Linked DNA regions of Zea mays: region 2 is linked to region 1. The links are chromatin contacts, called in public Hi-C maps. All regions are on one chromosome and are shown on one strand. Each heading gives the region's core, a stretch centred on a gene start, on an enhancer-like site or on the middle of the called end of the contact. The rest is flanking DNA. Distances are from core to core; before and after follow the strand shown.

What was found. Hi-C and Micro-C count contacts between places; a contact is called where the count stands out from the background.
Region 2: a contact with region 1 is called in a Hi-C map of leaf mesophyll, with 2.4 times the contacts expected there. The contact joins the promoter of LOC100304421 here to the promoter of LOC100381849 in region 1. A contact is called at or near these places in 2 of 25 Hi-C or Micro-C datasets (leaf and leaf mesophyll).

Annotation. Positions count from the first base shown.
Region 1 is chr5:211,967,234-211,970,639 of Zm-B73-REFERENCE-NAM-5.0, forward strand. It overlaps LOC100381849, which reads right to left and starts at 1,979. Exons shown (of 15, transcript NM_001361546.1): 1 at 1,732-1,979; 2 at 1,226-1,321; 3 at 817-1,132; 4 at 629-728; 5 at 199-465. The coding sequence starts at 1,232.
Region 2 is chr5:212,215,441-212,218,658 of Zm-B73-REFERENCE-NAM-5.0, forward strand. LOC100304421 reads left to right here and starts at 1,554. Exons shown (of 5, transcript NM_001165856.1): 1 at 1,554-1,689; 2 at 3,064-3,218. The coding sequence starts at 3,171. It overlaps LOC103627665 (a long non-coding RNA gene), which reads right to left and starts at 489. Exons shown (of 4, transcript XR_002262081.1): 1 at 359-489.

The sequences.
Region 1 (3,406 bases), core at 729-3,228:
CCCCATATCTGAACTATAAGATACACCTGGCATGCACAATAACGATGTTAAAAAGAAGACTCTTGCAAATGAATTTATAGGGATAATATTGCAAAGGAAAGCAGTGAGTGCTCTTCTCTTTAATTTTATTGTGTGTATCTCTTTCAAGAATCAAGATAAGTAATGGAGTTAACAAAACAATTTAGACAATGAACATACCACACCGTGGACATCCAATATCGTCGTTGTAGTATCTATATGTCTTTTGGCAGAAATTGAGCATGCAGGGAATTTCTCCCGGAAAGCTCTCTCAAACTCTTGTACATGATACTTAATGTAGCGCTCAACTGTTGTGATTTGTATAAGCTTGTTGGGTTCAACTTTCCCAAGCAACTCAATGTAGACAGGCCTTCCTTCCTTGTCAACCCCATGGTAACCATGAGGATAATATTGCAGGACCTCCTCTAGTTCATGAAATTCAAAATCCTTCAACGAGTACAGTAAGCTACTGTTAATATGCATGACATAGTTTTGCAGAATCATATGATGAACAATCTTAGAAGCCATAGAGTGCATGTAAATACATCTATATATCAGCAGAGTTTCATATAACTTTGAGATCAACTTTTTAGAGTAGACAACATCCTACTTCAAAAATTGTGTCTGTACCGAACTCCTTTCTCCACTGCAGCATGTCCGCCCACATCTGTGCTGCTTTTTCAAAATCGAACTTCCTTGCTTTTAAAAATCTACAGCAGAGAACTGAAAATCAACAACTGGCATTATATAGCTGAAAATAACAATATGAGCATATTTCCTCAGGTGTCAGATCTCAACCTAAGCATCGTGTGGTAATTATCATGCTTGACTGGTAGCAAGCCCCTAGCAAACAAAACCTCCCGAAACGAGTTCACTGCTTGCTCTTCTTCAGCATCCCTGACATCTTCTATAGCTATCCTTGGCACTCTGCAGTCCACTTTTCTCTTCCCCCTCTTCTTCAGGGAGTGTGTGAGTCTTGTCGATGCATGCAAGGCTTTCTTCTTCAGTGACCGCATCCTGGTGTGCCTTGGCTCGTCCTCCGAGATCTCGGCATCTGCCCTATTCCTCCTCTCATCGTTACTAACAGATATCTGGATGCTATCCACATTACCCTCTGCAACAGAGCATGGCCGACGCCAGAACGTTAGCTGCATTGCATGACCGACTCATTAAAACTGAAGCAACGACAACGAACACCTGGCTATACCTGACATTCTGTACAAAACCAGCTCAGATGACCAAGCGCTCCCTCTTTGTATTACGCTGCCCGATCACTGATTCGGTGCACAAGGCAGCCCCAACACTGCCATTAAACGGATCATAAATACATGTCAGAATTCACAGAGTTTGTGTTCGCATCAAATTCGGAGTGTATTCCATTCCAGAGCGGCGGGCGGATAAAACGAGGGCTATAAGAGGCTCAGTTGAACACACAGATAAAATCGAAAAGTTGGACCAAATCACCTACATCAGTACGAACTCCACCACGCGGCAAACAAGCTGCCAACTGGATGGATTGGAGGGAAACAGGGCATATTCGACTTTCAGAGCTCACAACCGACAAAAGGGGGAGAGATTCTCGGAGAAAACGAGCAATCGGATCTGATCGGATCGTCACTCCATCTCCACGCCGGTGGCGTCTCAGGGGACGAGGACACGCGGACGCCGATGGGGCGAGGGATAGAGGGGCAGGGGCGGTCCAAAAGGGGGTACCTGGATCTGGATCGCTGCGGCTCGGCTCGGATGGCGGTGGCGCGCCTAAGAAGGTCGCCTCCGACGTGAGATCGATCCACTGCCCTGAGATCACGATGAGAAGAGACGGGGCAGCAGCACGAAGCGTTTGGTGTGATCGGCTTGCCTCCCTCGGCGCCTCGTCTCCTAACGCTTACGCTTCCCTTGCTTCGTTTCCGCCTACTCCTTCCTCCCTATACTCTAGTTTGCCCTTGCCTCTGCTAGTGCTCGGTAACTAGGCGCTCTTTTTTGCCAGTTCTTGCTCCGGGCCCGGCGTCAGCGGCTTTTCGCGCGGTGTCGTGTACGCCAGAGCCCAGAAGGTCGTGCGCGCGTCGCGATTGACTGGCTCCACCGCTGGGCGCGCCCGCGTTGCGTGACTGCTTTGGCAGGCTGCGGCGCGCCGACGCTCACGTGCAAGGCCAACAGCAGGGCGCTGAGCATAGGACCCCTGTGTCACTTAAGAAATTCTTCTGTTCCGGAGATCTTCGGCTTTTAAGTCATGTTTGGTTCGTTACCTCAATTACAACATTTTGCTTAACTTTTTTATCTAAGGTTAGTTATTCAGAGGCTGTTTAGTTTGCTGCCTAACTTGCCACATTTTATCTAATTTTTTCTGGCTAAGGTTAGTTCTTCAATTCGATCGACTAGCCTTAGGCAAAGTGTGGCTCAGTTAACCGTGAACCAAACATGCCCTCAATTTAGACGACTAACCTTAGGTAAAGTGTGACACATTTAGCTACAAACCAAACATGCCCTTAGTCTGTTTGGTTTTATGATTAATTTTTAGTTTTTCTATTTTATTTTATTTTAGTCTCTAATTATTAAATATAGAACGGTTTTAGTTTTTATATTTGACAATTTAAGGGTTACATTAGAAAAAAATAAATGGACTAAAAATTAGTCCTCAGAAACCAAACATCCCTCGTATTCGGATACCTCAATTTATATAGGGAATATACTAAGTTCAACCATAAATGTTAATATAGCTATGGATATGGGTGGTAATGGATCGCGATCCAAATGCTTCTTCATAATTTTTAAGGCCTAAATTATTTCTAGTTCAAAAATGAATAGAAATAAGGTTTGATTCTAATCCGATCCGATTCTTAAATTTTATAGTGTAAAATTTAGAGCTCATTGTCATCCCGGGGTTGTTCGCTTCAGATTAAAGACAGTTGTATGTATTGCTGCAGCTGCAATCCATAGAGACAAAACATTGTAGAAACTGGTACAGATTAAAGTCAAATGAACTATACAATCAAAACGTAAGACTAAATATTAAAGAATATTTTACAAACAGTAACATCTATAAGAGACAGAGGGTTATTTTAAAAATATATTTTTAAGGCTAGTTTGGAAACCCATTTTTCGAGGGATTTTAATTTTTTTACGGAAAAATAAATTAATTCCCTTGAAAATGGGGTTCGCAAACTAGCACTAAAAGGTTTTCATCTTCATTCTTATGCCTTAGTTGAACAATTGTGTCAATTTGTATCATTCCACCTGATATATTTTCTTTTATAATAATGTATGATGAGAGAGAAGTGACCCTAAAAGAAGATCAATAAAGATATAATTAGCCGAAAACATAGAAAGTAATAGTTACATGCCCGAATACAAAGGAAACAGTTTATGTACTACCTTTCGCGAACAAGCA
Region 2 (3,218 bases), core at 304-2,803, 250 kb after region 1:
TTTTCGTCTAGATTCGCCACCGATGCGCCAGCAGCTTCGTCGGGCTATCCGATTCCGATCGATGGGGTCTACGTCGCAAACCACACGTCCGCTCTGATCCTACCGTGTGTGCGCCTTGCCGCCTTCCTGCCCTTTTCGCCCCCAGGATGGAATGGGAGTCCTGCCTCGCACGACACGGCGTCCACGCTGCTACGATTCACTCCGGCTGGCAGCTGGCTGAACGCGACGGGAAACACGGCGGGCCATGGAGGTGAAGGTACTACTAGACTTGGTGGTGAAGTGATTTGCTGCTACTTGCTAGAGGAAAAAAAAAGACTTGCTGTAGTGAAGTAGAAGCCAGACAGGGTTGGAGAAACACCTGCGATCTCACATGCCGTTTCTGCGCCTGCTGCCCCTTCGTCTTAACGGAAAACACGAGCAGCCACGGGCGTAGAAAAAGCGTAGAGAGGTCGGTGACTGGTATTCGTGGCGTCGTCTCGTCGGCAAACCGCAAACATATCCCCCCGCCGAGACGAGACGAGGCACGCACGGCATGCATGACATGCCACCACCCCCACCCCCACCCCCACCCCCCACATTGTTTTGCCGTTTCACATCAACACTCGTGTGAGCGGTGCGTTGTCGGCTCACGGGATCGAAGGGGCTCCACGACCGTACGACGATCCGCTCAGGCTCGGTGTAGTAATGTAGTTGGTGGTTGCTGCCGCCGGTAGCCCGGTACTGGTCCAGTACTAACTGTTGACTTTGGTTGGGTGCCGTCGGATGGAACGCCGTGACACGACCAGGCAAGGCTCCTCCGCCGTCGCTACACTGGGCCCGGACAAAGGGCCTCTTGTTTCCACGCCCGTGTTGATTCCTCCTGGCCCTGCATGCATACTATAGCTCGTCGGGGGGCAGATTTGTAACTTGCAAGCGAAATTGTAGAGTGCTGGGTGGGATTGACGAACGCGACGTCCTGGAGAGTCCCACGCTATCCACAGTTCGTTTTTAGGATAGGAAGAATCTTCTGCGGTGCCTCCTGTCCTGAGTGCTGACTGAATCGATGCCGCAGTATTCTCATCTCCGTTTCAGCATCTTGCGATGCCGCTCCAATATTCACTCATATTCTTGTTCTAAAATAGTTGCAGGGGTGGAAAAGGGGAAGAAGAATAAAAAAATACGGCATCGCTGCCTTTTTCACGTCTATCCAGATTCCAGCACCCCTGTCATGCATGTGTCGCCCGTCTGCCTTATCCTGTGCAGCGCGGCTTTAATGACGGGCCTGCCCCTGGAAAGCGCAAAAAGGGCAGCGCGGCCTTTTTCTCCGAGGGTCCCGCACGGCCCCACCACATAGGCGACGAGGTGGGTGGGCCCCTCTTCCGCCCGCCCTCATCCCCTTCCACTTCGCCTCCTCTTCTCTCTCTCCCCCGTCTCCTGTCTCCACCTGTTCCATCGCATTCTCCTCCCACCACCACCACACCACGCCTCGCTTATCCCCCCCCGAGACCCGACCCCTGCTCGACGACGTGCTGGCAAAACCTCCTCCTAGTCCTCTCGCAGAAGGAGGCTGTGTTCTTTCCTTCATCGGTGCGGCAACAGCGAAAGCTTCTCGGTCGATCTCTCCCACCGCTGCTCCGCCGTTTGGGTGGTTCCGCGCCTTGGCCGCGCGGGTTGGATCCGAGCTCCGTGCAGCAGCTCCGCCGCGATACGGTGAGCGCTCTTTCTGCTTGTTGCTTCACCGGGACCTGTTCGTTCTCTGTATGCTAGCTTGCTTGGATTCGGACAATCGGTACCGTCCCTGGAAGGGGTAGCTTGGATTTGGATGAGGACTCTGTTGCTTCGTCGATCGGGGATTGAGTGTTCGATTTCGAGTCCGCTTGCTTGGTCTGGTCCGCCGGTGTTCCAGGGAGTTCGGCGTGTATGTGTGTGTTGGTCTTGGACTGACAAGTCTGAACTGTATATTTTTTTCCTCCTCTTTGCGGATACTTCACGTTTTTATTCTGTGTTGCGTAGAGCGTACGTGAGTGGTCTTGGTTTGTTTGATTTTGCCCTTGAGCAGGCGGACTCAGTTGCTCAAGTCTTGATTGCCCCCATCTAATCACCGGAGCACAGTGGCTTTGCTTGTATCTGCAGCCAGTTCGTCTGGAAAGGTTTTTTTATCTGTTTTTTTAAGGTTGCTTTTGAATAGTGATCGTATATTCGCGCTTTGCTTGCACGTGGTATTCTTTTCTGTTCTTAGCCGCAACTATTCATCGGTGTCGAACAGAGATCCTTTTTCAGCGTGAACTTGGCTGTTTTTGAGCGAAGTATGTCGTGCATATTTTGAGTGGCGCAAGTCCGTTGGCTTCCACGCATAGCTGGCATATGTGTGCAAGCGACTAGTCAGAGGAAAAAAAGTGAGTGTTAGTGCCTTAGTGGTGCTTAACGACCTGTATCTGTTCTAACGGAAGTTTGGCAAGTGACAACTTATGCTATGCTAGTACAAGCTATTACCGGCCATGTGCATGGAAAGTGTCGGTTAGATATGCCAAAATATGAACATGACACTTAAAATGATAACCAGGGAGCCATTTGCACTAGAGGTCGCTAAAGTTTGGCTGCACTTCATCCTATTTGTCTCTCACGCCTATGTGCTGATATGCTGTGCTAAGCTGGCATGATAGGACTCTTTGGCTTCTTCAAAGCATTGATGCCAATTGCAATAAGCGTTTCTGGCTCCAAGTTGACTATTCACTCTATCTTTTGGTGGTACCAGATCAGATGAATTGTTGTCGCTCTATTCGAAGGTCTTTTGAACTTACTGGCTATGCTTTACAGCGATTATATGCTTTGGCAAAAGTATAGTCTCATATTACAGTTTGTTCTGTTTCTTAGGAAAAATATTTGCAGTTCGTTCTGGTTAGAAGTCTGCCTTAGATTACACGTCTGTACTTCTATTTTGAAACTTATTTTGTTATCTATAATGCCCTGGTCGGCAGATCTAGGAAGGATATCTGAATCTCAAGTTTTCTGTGAGGGAGTGGTTCTGTGTTATCCTAAGATTGTTGCTGTATTGTTACTGACTGTTTCACTTCTATATGCCAGTATCGCATAGGATTCCACTGGATTCAGCTGCTGAGCAGGGTACTGGAAGGTGGATTTGATACTAGCTCTGAACAGCCAGTAGAATTTCTCAAATACTGTCCAGGATCATGGCTTCTCTCTGTGATTTCTGTGGGAAACAAAGGTCAATGATCTAC